2 separate regions of the Triticum aestivum genome follow, and region 1 is linked to region 2. The links are chromatin contacts, called in public Hi-C maps. All regions are on one chromosome and are shown on one strand. Each heading gives the region's core, a stretch centred on a gene start, on an enhancer-like site or on the middle of the called end of the contact. The rest is flanking DNA. Distances are from core to core; before and after follow the strand shown. Region 1 holds the start of LOC123045539 (CLPTM1-like membrane protein cnrB). Region 2 holds the start of LOC123045538 (protein NRT1/ PTR FAMILY 4.3).

Region 1 (7,566 bases), core at 1,947-4,446, 340 kb before region 2:
ATCCCTCTTGGGGGCGTCATTCGTGGAGGTGTACACAGACCGAGGGACCGGTGGAAGGCTTTTTTTGGTGGAGCGGTGCTTCAGCTTACACATTGCTGGCTGCAAAATTTGGCGGCATGGTGCCGTGGAGAATCGACGTTCGATGCGCAGAGATGGACTCGTGTAGGGAGGTGGTGTTGTCCGGCGTCGTGGTGGGGTCGACGGCAGCTAGACCTGACAAGGTTGATGCAGCAGTACAACACTGAAGATGGATTGGTGGCATGTGGCTGCGGCGGCCTCATACTCGGCAGACGTCCTGGTTGAGAAGTGCGCCCGGACTGGTGGGAGCCCCATACCCGGAAGGCGTCCTGGTTGGGACCTGTGGTCTTAGATGGTAGGTCTGGCTGTGAGGTTTGTTTGGTATTAGACCCAGACTATCAGCATCCCTTCATCAACTGGATAAAAGTGGCGACATATGTTGCCTAGACGGTGGCTTTAGACTTATTGTTGCATGACTTTGTAAGGTCTTCTGTGAATTATTAATAAAGTGGCCGCATGCATGGTCCAGATGTAGAGGCCGGGGGTCCTCCTCCTTTTTTTTTAAAAAAGAAAGAAATTGCAGCAGCGACGGCTAACCTTGATCACATAGCCAATGTTTGTTCAAATGAGGCTGCAGCTCTGATGAAGGGCCCGAAGCTCGCAAATACAATTGGCTATAATTCAATCCAGTGCAATCAGACTGCATGGTTCTAATAGAAGCTATGCAACAAAAGGTGGGGCACTCCAGTGTGTCGATGGTGGCAGGCCCAATTCTTGAGGAATGTCGGATATTTTTAGTTGGTTTCGGGAAGGTTGTTTTAGAGCATTGTAATCGTGATTCTAATATGGTAGCCCATGTGCTAGCGTGAAATGGACGTGTTTGATCCACAAAACTGATGGTTGGACTCACTTCCTGCTTTTACTTCCGAACATTTAACGGATAATGTAAGCATTGTTTGATATTAATAAAGCTAGCCATGATGGCCTTCCCTAAAAAAGGTATATGGTATTATCGTTTTTGGGTAGTTGTGGCTCAATACGATTGATCTTGTCGTTGGAATGTGGAAGCGAGCGGGCATCCTAAAGGGAGAGGCCAAAACCTTTCTTGGGGCTCTCGCAATGTGGGCAGACGCGAGAGTTAGAGCTTAGTTTCCACGTGGAGTTGAGATTGTATTTGTAATCATCAACGTGGAGGGGTTCTTTACCCCCGTTCTCTCCTTTAATATGCGTATTCATGCTTTTTTGATTGACTTTGTCCTTAGAAAAAATTCTCATCATTTTTTCCTGGATGCATACAACCACATCATTTATTATAATAGCGTTAAGCGGCAAGACAATGTATAGTCCAACAACAGCTCACATATTCAAACATTACCACAGACAACTCACATCTCCACATACTTGTTCGCAAAAGGAAAAAACACTACTAGAACCTAATAAAGTACGTGATACTCAAAGATAAGATCTTGAAGAAGGAAATAGTCAATCGTACATCATGTGCCCGGTGTAACCAAAAGGTTAAATGTGGGACTATCACCCTTGAAGTAGAAATCCGAACCAACATCTTCAGCAAGGATACAAACATGCGCTGACATTGCTTGATCCAGTTGAAATGGCTACCACAAGTTTCGCCCCGAATAACTTTCACACTCTTTTGTTGATGGCGATGTTGTCATCCAACTTTGTTGCCGGCGAACACTTGCTCCCACAGTGCATTGTGAGCCAACCTCCCACGTTGAACGAGCCCATGCACTGCTCGCGCTGAAGGAGAAATCGTCATATGTGAAGGCTGTCGCCTCCACCGCTTGGGTTGGCACACCACCATCTGAGGCTACCATCTTGTTGATTGCCCACGATCGACCGTAAGAAGAAGAAGAAACACCATTGGTTGGTTAGATAATAAAACCAAGCACAGTCTATGCCTTCATCCATTGACACCACGTCAAAGCTTAGCCGACGACCTTCTCTCAAACCCATCTAGAGAGTGACTTTATCTTTGCCAGATAATTCGACCGCAACCGTGCCAGACCCATCCACCGCCAACCACCACGTCGTAGGAAGTCATTGGAGATGGCGTCTCCTCTATCAATCTCTCGCTGCACCATCGAGACATCATCGGAAGGCACAACATTGCTGGGAGGGAGCCGCACTGTCGAGATTGACGGCTCGTCGACATTGTAGCATCACCGATGACAATGACAACATAAGAATCGTGTGAGGGCAATGATGGCTAGACATGGATCGCCTCTCGGGTACCCCTTCCTAGCGACATAGGGATCAACTGGATTAGAGGAGAAATCAGAGGCAGTGGCGGGATTGAGCCGCGACATCACTGGTCATGGTTGGGGTAAGTTTTCTTTCGTATAATTGTCTTGTTTTATGAGGTGGGTTACATTTTTAGTGGGATTTTTTTAAGATCTAGAGACGATAATGAGCAAGAATATAACATATGTGCTCTTTTATTGTGGCTTTACGAAAATTTGGGCCTTTTGACTGACCTTGAGTTGAATAGTAAATACAACGAGAATGAGTCCCTGACCGACCTTTTGTATTTGCAATCATAGAAGCGAAGTATGTAGGCTCATTTCGTTAGTTTTAGTAAAAAGCATGACCATATGCACATAATCTCCGATCATCTAGAACGTGTGATTCTTCTGGAATTGTTGGAGGATAAAACTAGATTAAGCTCTAGGTTCAATCATGCATATCCCGTTAATGCAGATTAATGTTTTGGTGGAGACGACATTCACGTCGATAGCGATGTACCTGCGGTGAATCCAACAATCTTGAGTCTCTTTTGTTCATGCAGTGAGTGCGTGCGTGTGCGTTGTGTCTAAGTTGTACTCCCTCGTTAACGTTCAAACGGATCTACCTAGACGCACTTCATCAATCGTCAAAACAGAAAAAATCCTGCTGATTCCTTGACTCGGGTGCACCTAACAATTTTGCCTCCTTTAAAGACGGCAACTAGCCTCGTTGCGCAAATCCCAGCATCATCTACCGTTTCACCGCCTGCACCCCCGAAGTTCCCAGAAATTACGTATCTGAAAGCAGCGAAACCAAAGCAGTCCGGCGTCCCCACGAGCAGGGACTCCAGGCTCAATTTTTCAACAACTTACATACGTATCTGCAAAAGAAACCTATAAATTTATCGTAAAACCACACCCCCCCGCTTAAATCCCCGGAGAATCAATCACACAGAGCTCCTCCAAAAAGAACTCTTGTTCCCATCGCATCTCGGCGGCTTCCTACCCCCTCCTCGCCCCGATCTAACTCGCCGGCGGCCATGTCGCAGCCGGCTGCCGCCGCCGTTGCGGCGCAGCCGCAGGGGCAGGCCGCGGCTGGGCGGCAGGGAGGCGGCCTGGGCCAGAGCCTCGCCGGCATCGTGCGGATGGCGGTGTTCTGGTACTTCGCGTCCAAGTTCTTCGGCCCCAAGCGCGCCCCCACGGAGCCGGGGTTGCTCATGTCCAACCTCTTTCAGAAGGGAGAGCCAATGGTGAGAACGCCCTCCCAAGCCCAGGAACCTCGATTTTGGTTAGAGGAGGCGTGTTAGGTTTCTATGGCGGTTTTAGAGCGGTTTATTATTGGGTCAGTAAAGGCGGGGGGCTCCGCCCTCATGCAGTGCTGTTGGGTTCTGCTTGCTCCGGGGTGAAAATTGTGCAGCGATCTCAGCAGTTTTTTTTACTGTGATCTCGAACTTTTCTTTTTCTTAATATATCAGATGGTGTATTTGTGCTGATTATTATAATTGGGGAGCTGATTTAGTTTGTTTTATGCGAAGACACCTGTTGTTTGTGTGCCTGTTGGAGGCTGTCGAACAAGTAGGCCACCTTTGTTCTAAAACAAGCAGATCACGGAGATAGTGGTGCTCCACAGCATCGCGGTTTGATGTACTGTGAAAAGAAAGGCACGCATGTTAGTTGGATGCTTTATGATCTCCTCTCAGGAGGCCAAGGGCGTTCTTGGTTGTTGGGAACTAGTAGAGTATACAAGGAAAAAGAGAAGATACGCCAAAGATCTCGACAAGTTTGGATTATGCGGTGTAGCTGGTTCACCTTAGTGAGTTGTGAAGTTGATTGATATTTAAACACTTTATCTGTTGTTCTTTGAAATGTTTGTCCACGATGAAGCTTAGGATGTCATAGTATGCAATGTACCGTGTGTCCTTAATGAAGCTGAAAACATCACACTATGCTTGGATAACGTTTCTTTATGGGTTTTTCATGTAGACTTTGTTGAGGTTGTCTGAACTAGGTATTCCTCGAGATAAAGCCAACTGTACAATTTATTTGGTACATTGTCACTTTTTTTATTTTTGGTGGGAAGTTATTTTTTGGTGTTTATGCGGTGCACACCGACCTTATAACTTGGTGTATCATATTGCTCCAAATATTTGATCGAGGAGGTGTAAATCCATTTTTTTGTCAAATCGACGATTCAGTGGCATGTGGTAATGTCTTATACAGGTCTACATATTAAGATAATTGAATATTACAAATGTTTCTATGTAGTACCTGTTTTCAGTAAATTATAAGTTGAAGTCAACCCCCCCCGCCGTAAATTTGGCCCGATTTGTTATCTTGCCAAATTTACGTGTTTGGCATTTTTAGGAAATTATGGGACCAATCAAGCAGAAAGACGTTACTGGATTTATTAAATTCCTCAGTAGTGCCACCCAAATTTTATGACAGTTTGGAGGTAGCACGGTGCATGCATGAAGCACTAGTCTTGAAGTCTTGCCCATTTTGCGTTTTCCTGAAACACAAATCGATGATGATTATGTTGCTGCAGGATATGTGGATGTATTTATCGGAGAATGATAAATTTAGCGACTTTGGTAATGAGGATGCACTCATCTGGCATGAAACAAACATACCATATGCAGTCTGGACACCTACCAGTACCAGAACACACACACTGACATACTATCCAACGGAGGTAGAATAATATTTTCTGCAATTTACAGATTATGTTATGGTTATATTTTGTTGGATTGTCTAATTTTGTGTCGATGGATCTTGCCATAGGCTCTCAAGCACAATGGCTCTTTGTATGCTCATGTTTATTTTTCCCGTTCGGGTTACCCTGTGGACCCTACCGATCCTGAATATGAGCAAAAATCTGCATTTGGAAGGACACATCGTAAGTTTCCTGTTCATCTCAACCGTCCTTTTTATTGATTGCATGTTTTTATGAAATGCTCACTGCATTATACCTATTTAGCTATTGTGGCATACTTGCGGAAATCAAAAGCTGGTCACAAGAAGAGCTTGCTTGGAGATTCGGATGAGTCCGAGGAAAAGCTACCCCCTAAGGTCATTAACTTGATTCTTTATTGTTGGGACAGTATGCACTAGAAATTTCTAGTATAGATTATCTCCAGCAAACACAGAATATCTCCCATGAAAAAGCAATTAACAGAAGACAGCATTTGATTTCTGCAGGAGAACAAAGAGTCCGAAGACAAAGAGGAGGGCCCAGTTGAATATATTTCTTATTGGAAACCAAATGTGACAATAAATCTTGTTGATGACTTCACACGGTATGCACAAGATCAAACTATATTTTACATTTCCACTTGTATATGCCTGGAACTATTATTTATTCATTTTGAATTGTAATCGCATTGGCGTGATTAATATCTTTTACTTTCCTTTCTAAATATCATGAAGTACCCCCTCCGTTCCAAATTATTTGAAGTTCTAGCTTTGTCCAAAGTCAAACTTCTTTAGGTTTGACCAAGTCTATCTATAGAGAAAAATATATCAACATCGACAACATAAAGTTAGTTTAATTAGATTCGTCATAAAACATATTATCATACTATATATAGTTGATGTCGTGGTTGTGCATATTAGCACATTTTTCTATAGATTTGGTCAATTATAAAGAAGTTTGACTTTGTAGACTTTTTTTAACCGTAAGGGCATACACTCGCAATCTGCATGCTGAAAACTATTTTCCAGTGGATGCTAATCACAAACCGGCACTGCTATACCATGCGATCGTTTGTGTTTAAGATTCTTCTGAAACTGCCGATAGAGCCTTGGCGCAGCGGTAAAGCTGTCGCCTTGTGACCATGAGGTCACGGGTTCAAGTCCTGGAAACAGCCTCTTGCAGAAATGTAGGGAAAGGCTGCGTACTATAGACCCAAAGTGGTCGGACCCTTCTCATGACCCGGCGCAAGCGGGAGCTACATGCACCGGGCTGCCCTTTTTTTTAATGATTTTAGATCCTTTTTGTTAATTTTGATATATGTGGATTCTCTCATCTCAGCTTCATATTAACCATGTAACAACTGCACAATTGTTTCTTTCTAGTTTCACGGCTTTTAGTTCTTCGTTGTTGTTCATCTGTCCTACAAAATTTTCAATTGATATTTGACCATTTTTATTTCACAGGTATCCCCAAAACAACATTCCTCCAAATGTTGCTCCATGTATCCTTCAACTGTAACAATTATAGTGTGATATTATCTTTTTTATCTTCTTTTTCCTATGAATTTTCTACCAACACACGTGTTGCATACTGCTATGTTATTCTTATACTTGAATCAATTTTTTAGACTTGAAGATGACGTTGCACGTAGCCAACTTCTGGTGAACCTAATGTATCGTTTAAAATATATCTTGTTAAGATTGGCATTTTCTCACAGTGAGGGAAGGATTGGTGTTTCCTTGACCATATATATACAGATTTGAATGTGGATCCAACTACAAACAGCTACTATCCAACTGTATTCTTCAATGAATTTTGGCTGTTGAGGGACAAATTGACAGCACTCAACAAGACTGTGAAGGAACTGACCTTGAACCTTGAAGTTAGTCCTATCAGCATGACCAAGTGGCAATTATTTCTACAGATTGAGCAGTCTTTCCAAGTTCATCGTAGTTACGGAAGTATGCTTGAAGGCGAGGCTGATGAGCTCAAGGTATATGGAAGTTTTCAACTGTGCCCATTCAGACTCCTGCCCTTTTTTTGGACTCTATTTTGTTCTGTGTGGTAGTGATGTCCCTAAGTCCCTTACACCCTTTCTTTTGTGAGATGCCAAGTATATGCACTTTTAATTCAAGTTCCTTGGAAATGGTTGATTCTGTTATATGCCTGCTGTGTTAGTCAGATTTGCTTGTTACAGGTTTTCACTGACCTTGGACTGCTTTTGCAGAGGGTTTTCCTTGAAGGAAATCCATATCTACTGGGATTGACCATGATTGTATCTCTGTTCCACTCTCTGTTCGATTTCCTGGCTTTCAAGAATGGTACGTGCACAGCATGGTTTATTTAATACCATAAAAATGAGTATAATCCAACAATAACTCATATATGTTTATGATGTTTCACATTGATCAGATATCCAGTTCTGGAATAAAAACAAGTCCATGGAAGGTCTTTCAGCGAAATCTGTTGTTCTGAACTTCATTTGTCAGCTGATTATATTTCTGTACCTGCTTGACAATGATACATCATGGATGATTCTTGCTAGCTCTGGAGTTGGTGTGTGCATTGAATTCTGGAAGATAGGAAAAGCGATGCATGTTGAGGTAAGCC
Region 2 (6,611 bases), core at 428-2,927:
GCATCGCGCTTTGCAGCATCATCACCAGATAAATAAAAGAAAGAAAAGAATTCCGTCTCCGGTCGATCGATCCCCTCTCCCTTATCCGCCATCACGCGTCCGTGCATGAGCCACGGCGACGACGACGATTCAATTCATGCGCCCCGTCACCGGATCGCATTGATCGCAGCGGCGCTCTTTCTTTTCCGGAGATTTGGTCCGTTTCTTTTTGGCCGGATGGAGACAAGTCCGCGGATCGCCGCGATGAGCTCTTTTGGCCTGTCGATCGTCCGTTTCGGTCCCGTCGCGTACTCGCGTACAGCTAGCACAGCACAGCGGCCGGTCCGTTCCGCGTACCAAGAAGCGCGTGTGCGTGTGTGCTTCCGTCCGTGGGATAATGCCTGAATATTTCATGTCGTGCGCGTTAGGTGCCCACAGCCCACTCACACTTCTCTATACTGTTTGTTTATTAGGAGTACAGTACGTACGAACGTACGATCAATTTCAGAAGGAGAGTTACTACCACTTATTACCACACGGTTCGGTTCTTTGCAGTACTAGTTGAGGATCATCATTTTCTTAACAAGCCTAGATTTGGCACCTCTTAACTGTACGTATCTGTGTTGTGTGTTGAAGGGGGTCACTGGAACAAAGCATGTGACGGTCGAATCTATGCCTTGTGATCTCTACTCTGCTCTGCTCAGCCAGCTAGGGTACGCAAAAGCAGGGGGGCTTTTGAACATCAGATTTGGCGCTGCCGTCTTTTTGAACAGCACGCCAAGAATCAGGAGGCATATCTATCTATCTATCTATCTATCTATCTATCTATCTATCTTGGCATATGGGGAGCTAGTATTCCTACATAAGCCATCTATATTGTAGCATGCAACTTGCGGTGCAAAATCTGTTAAATATACTTCCACTCCGAATCATTTCCTTCATAGTACTAGGCATCCGATCTGCTGCATGTACGAATGTATTGTCCCATTGCACGATCTAGATGGTCCTCCATCCATCGACATTCCTGGTACGTGCTGGGAGTACAGAGTACTACGTAGCTAGGGTACCTGCCTCAGCTCTCCCGAGAGAGAACCAATACCTGCACGGGTGTCGTGTGCACCGTGCCACTGTCTGCGCCAGAAACGAGGACAGGTAAACACATCAATTCCACTATATTTTAGGGGTCATCAAGTAGTTATCCCGTCGTGTGGCTGTGGTTTTAGCTGTCGAAACAAGCTCCTCACTGATAAGTCTTCCAGAAAAACAGAAAAGAACTCACCAATATAGACAAAGCAGTACTACATCTCAGTCAAAACTTGGGTCAGGAAACAACTTATATCTATCTATCTGAACGTCTCTGCTTCAGTCAATCCACAACACAAAAACAACAATATATTGTTGACCTGGAAGCTGACCTCTGGTTGCGATTTCCAGCAAAGCAGAACAAAAACACACATGGACCTGCCCAACAATTCGAGCAAGTCAGTCCATATCCATATCCAGACGCCATCTGATGCATGTGTGTGCACACGCCTTTTGGCCCTCCCAACTCAGCAGCTCCTCACACGATCGCGGGCGGCACTGCACAGTGCACACCTGCACTGCGCTGCCACTATGGACCGATATCGACCCCGAAATTCCGATGTGAAAGTGAAGGCCACTAGCTCAATGCCCCTTTCGGCATTCGTCCGTCCACAAGAGAGGGCAGGCGGAGTCATCGCCGTGCTGTGCTCCGCCGCCTATAAATAATGCCCCGACCACCAACATGGCATTTACCTACGCAGCACAGCACAGCAGAGCAGAGCTCGTCATTCAGCTAAACTAGCGGTGACTGACTGGCTGCGAGCACGAGTGCTGCTACCTAACCCGGTTGACCCCTAGAAAGCATGGACGTTGAGAGCTCCACGGCGCATGAGGTCTCCGTCGACTGGCGGGGCCGCCCGTGCGAGCCGGGCCGGCACGGCGGCATGCGCGCAGCCGTCTTCGTCCTAGGTACGTAGTACTCCTACCTACATCAAGTTAGTTCGTTATACGGACGAGCCATAGAGCAATGTCTATTGTCTATCCAATCTATGGCGCGCGTGCTGATTGGTGAGGCTGATGTGCAGGGATCCAGGCGTTCGAGATCATGGCGATCGCGGCGGTGGGGAACAACCTCATCACGTACGTGTTCGGGGAGATGCACTTCCCGCTGTCGGAGGCGGCCAACGTAGTGACCAACTTCGTGGGCACCATCTTCCTCCTCTCCCTCCTCGGCGGCTTCCTCTCCGACTCCTACCTCGGCTGCTTCTGGACCATGCTCACCTTCGGCTTCGTCGAGCTCTCGGTACTCCTCACTATGCTTCCTCACAATCTATATACTCCTAGCACTACAAACTCGACTAGGAAGGAGTGGCTAGCAGTGACCCCACCAACGGGTGGCCTGCGCGTGTTCCATTCAAGACAAGAAGATGAGGAAGATGGAACGTGTGAGAGTGTTTTTCCTTTGTGACCGACCGATTGACTGTTGTTTTCACGAAAAGGGAGATGAACTTGGATGGGCCAGATAAAAAAGCCCCTATCACCATGCATGGACCCGGTTTGGGGGCCAGGTTGAATTCAACGCACGCAGCATGGCCGGGGACTAACGATATGATAATCATTTGTTTTCTCTGAAAGAAAAGCGACTAGAACTACACACGCCAATGGAAATTTGTTTGTTGTTGTTTTGGGGGCTTGCCTGAAAACAACATGTCCCAAGAAAGTTGTGCTAGTGTTACTTGCCTACTTTCAACTATCCTAGGCACTTCTTGCTTTTACTAGTAGCAGACAACGTTTGTAATTTACCCTAAAACCCTGGATTTAACAGAAATAGAAATATGAAATCGAAGAATCGAAACAGTAAAGAAAAAACTATTTTCATTCCGAATATATATAAAATCGGAAATAGTATGTTTTGCCTGGATTTTTACTAGTGTGTTTTGTCAACAGGGCTTCATACTACTGTCAGTGCAAGCACACCTTCCGCAGCTGAAGCCGCCGCCGTGCAACATGGCGTCCATGGACGGCAGCTGCGAGCAGGCCAGGGGCTTCAAGTCCAGCATCTTCTTCGTCGCGCTCTACCTGGTGGCGCTCGGCAGCGGCTGCCTCAAGCCCAACATGATCGCGCACGGCGGCGACCAGTTCTCCAGCTCCGGCGGGTCCGACAATGCCAAGAGCCTCTCCACCTACTTCAACTCCGCCTACTTCAGCTTCTGCCTCGGCGAGCTCGTCGCCCTCACGGCGCTCGTCTGGGTGCAGACGCACTCCGGGATGGACGTCGGCTTCGGCATCTCCGCCGCCGCCATGGCCGCCGGGCTCATCAGCCTCGTGTCCGGCGCGGCCTTCTACCGGAACAAACCTCCTCAGGGCAGCATCTTCACTCCTATTGCAAGGGTAACAATAATCTTCACTTCACTATAGTAATTAAGTCAGTAATAACTCAATGATTGTAAAGACGGACGTGTTGATTGTATTTTTTCCTACAAAAAAATTGTGTTCTGACAAACTTTGCGCATTCAAAAATTGGAAGAAGTTTGCACCGTTAGGTTAGTGGCAGGTTGCTGTATGACAGTATGTCAAACATCTCCTTTCTGCTAAAAAAATCCTTTTCAGAAATTTCCAAGACACTGCAGTATATGCAAGAACTTTTGACAAGACAAATGATCTGATCACATTACTATATCCCCCCTCTAGCTAGTACTCTATGATTAGATTAGCTATTCTTGAAATAGTAGGTAGATTTAGTTTCGTCATCATTCAGTCAGTCAGCTATTCTTGCATTATGCTCACCTTGTCACATTCAACAGTTCTAGAATTTGGGGCCATATGATAGGTAGTACAAGTAGTTTACATATTTGCTTGCCGATCAGATCTAGTCAGATACACCTAGGGAAGCTAGAAACGATGTGCTCTCTGCAAGTTGTGTCTGCGGTGCAGTTCTTAAAGGTTTGTGACTTATTGACTGTTAGGATGTCAGTTCTGCGTGCAGCTATGGTTTTGGTCCTGCTGATAACGACAGAACTGACTGCGGATTATGTGTGCTGAATCACGTGTGCTGATGTGCAATGTGTGCACTTGCATTATTCAGCATTGGTTCGAGATGACAAGCTCTCTCTGTGCAAACAATGATAAAATATTGGGCCGTGCTTTATGCTGTTTTTGTCAAATGAGATTAAGACCATTTTGACACAGAAATGTACATTTGGACCTTCATTTGTTTATTGTCAACCAAGATACAGTTGCGTGGCAATAACATTTACATCAGATTTGCTATTTGCAGCTGATCCTGACTAACTTGTAGTGACATGCTAGTAAAAAATATGCTGCAGAGTCCTGCTGTTTCCTTGAAAGAAAGAAAAAACTGACAAGTTGGTGCGAACTGCTAAATTCTGCAGGTGTTCGTCGCCTCCTTCTCCAAGAGGAAGCAGGTCTGCCCTACCAATCCTGGCAACGTCGGAATTGGCGAGCCGGCACGCCTCGCCGGCAGCTTCCGCCACGGCAACAAGTTCAGGTGGAGCCGCCGCATCCATCGTTCTGGTGAGCAGATTGCTCTGAGTTAGTTGTTCTGCGGCCTGACTGACATGCTGTGAAACCATGCACGCAGGTTCTTAGACAAGGCGTGCGTCAGGGACGCGGAGCAGGGGGGCAACACGAAGCCGGAGAGCCCGTGGCGGCTGTGCACGGTGTCGGAGGTGCAGCAGGCCAAGACCCTCCTCGCCGTGACGCCCATCTTCGCCTGCACCATCGTGTTCAACACCGTGCTCGCGCAGCTGCAGACCTTCTCGGTGCAGCAGGGCAGCGCCATGGACACCGTCCTCGGGGGCGCCTTCCGCGTCCCGCCGGCGTCGCTGCAGGCCATCCCCTACGCCATGCTCCTCCTGCTCGTCCCGGCGTACGAGCTCCTGCTCGTGCCCTTCATGAAGCGGCTCACGGGGACGCGCTCCGGGATCACCCCGCTGCAGCGCATCGGGGTCGGCCTCGGCACCGTCGCCTTCTCCATGGTCGCCGCCGCCACCGTCGAGCGCCGGCGCCGCGACCTGTCGGCGTCCGGGGCGCGGATGTCCGTGCTGTGGATCGTGCCGCAGTTCCTCGTGTTCGGGGTGTCGGAGATGTTCACCGCCGTGGGGCTCATCGAGTTCTTCTACAAGCAGGCCTGCGCCGGCATGCAGTCCTTCCTCACCGCGCTCACCTACTGCTCCTACGCCTTCGGCTTCTACCTCAGCTCCGTGCTGGTGACGACGGTGAACAGGGTCACGGCGAGGCACGGCGGCGCCGGCTGGCTCGGCGACAACGACCTCAACAAGGACAGGCTGGACCTCTTCTACTGGATGCTGGCTGCGCTCAGCGTGCTCAACTTCTTCTGCTACCTGGTATGTGCAAGGTGGTACAACTCTGGTGCCGATGGCTCTGATGCTGCCTCAGCTCAGATTGCAGCAGAGGGTGATGCCAAGGAGATCAGCTGAAGACCTACATGGAGATTGAACCTGTATATGCGTATAGATATATGTAGAAATGCATGAAAAATAGTGATGGGGAAAGAAGTGCTAGGTTAAGAAGAAGGTTTCCTTTGATAAGGAATAGAAAGTACATTAGCATGGCTAAGGAAGTACATTAGCATATGTATGCTAGTTCTACCACAAAGCATAGTCTTCAGTAAACTTATTTCGCCATGATCATCGCGAAGGTGGTACAATCGCCAAGAGCATCGTCGACTTTAGGCCCATTAGCCTTATCCATGCAATCGCCAAGATCATCGCGAAGGTGCTCGCTATCCGGCTTGGCCCGCACATGTCCGCCCTCGTCTTCAACGCTCAAAGTGCGTTCATCAAAACGCGGAGCCTCCACGACAACTTCATGTATGTTAGAAACCTTGTGCGACGCTTGCACACGAGCAAGACTCGCTCTCTCCTATTCAAGTTGGACATCCGCAAGGCATTTGACTCTATCAAATGGGAGTACTTGCTTGACCTCCTACGGAGGCGAGGTTTCCAAAGCAAATTTTGAGAGTGGATTGCGGCTCTGCTATGCTCCTCATCTTCGAGGATCCTCTTGAATGGGGTAGCTGGTACCGCCATCAAGCATGGCCAGGGACTATGGCAAGGGGACCCCGTCTCTCCCCTCCTTTTTGTGATAGCTATTGACACATTGAAGCAAATCCTTGATGTGGCGACAAGGAAGGGCCTTATTCACAAGGTCCGAGGGAGAGGGGTCATGGCGCGAACGTCTCTTTATGCGGATGATGCGGCTGTGTTTGTAGCGCCAATCAAAAGAGATGTGGACAACCTCGGGGCCATTCTGCGAGGTTTTGGCGAAGTCACCGGCCTTTGCACCAACTTCCATAAGAGCTCAATGGTCCCCATTCGGTGCAACAACCTTGACTTGGGCCACATCACGCAAGGGTTACTGGCTGTCAGGGCTTCCTTTCCGCTCCGCTACCTGGGACTCCCGCTATATGTGTGGAAGCTGAAGCTCGCCGACCTACAATTTCTTGTCGATAAAGTGGCAAGTAGACTGACTACATATGACGGCCAAAACATCACCACCATTGGCCGCGCGGCCCTTGTTAAGTCGGTCCTCGCTTCCCAAGTGATCTACTTCATCACGTCACTTGT

Evidence for each region. A called contact is a pair of places that touch in the nucleus more often than the background predicts.
Region 1: a Hi-C map of leaf shows a contact between it and region 2, with 3 times the contacts expected there. The contact joins the promoter of LOC123045539 here to the promoter of LOC123045538 in region 2. A contact is called at or near these places in 2 of 5 Hi-C or Micro-C datasets (both in leaf).

The regions. Positions count from the first base shown.
Region 1 is chr2B:474,356,985-474,364,550 of IWGSC CS RefSeq v2.1, reverse strand. LOC123045539 (CLPTM1-like membrane protein cnrB) reads left to right here and starts at 3,196. Exons shown (of 12, transcript XM_044468622.1): 1 at 3,196-3,514; 2 at 4,810-4,956; 3 at 5,046-5,160; 4 at 5,242-5,333; 5 at 5,463-5,560; 6 at 6,420-6,457; 7 at 6,714-6,949; 8 at 7,184-7,277; 9 at 7,369-7,559. The coding sequence starts at 3,305.
Region 2 is chr2B:474,019,841-474,026,451 of IWGSC CS RefSeq v2.1, reverse strand. It overlaps LOC123045538 (protein NRT1/ PTR FAMILY 4.3), which reads left to right and starts at 1,677. Exons shown (of 5, transcript XM_044468621.1): 1 at 1,677-1,971; 2 at 2,088-2,305; 3 at 2,950-3,393; 4 at 4,395-4,510; 5 at 4,604-5,675. The coding sequence starts at 1,866. The coding sequence ends at 5,462.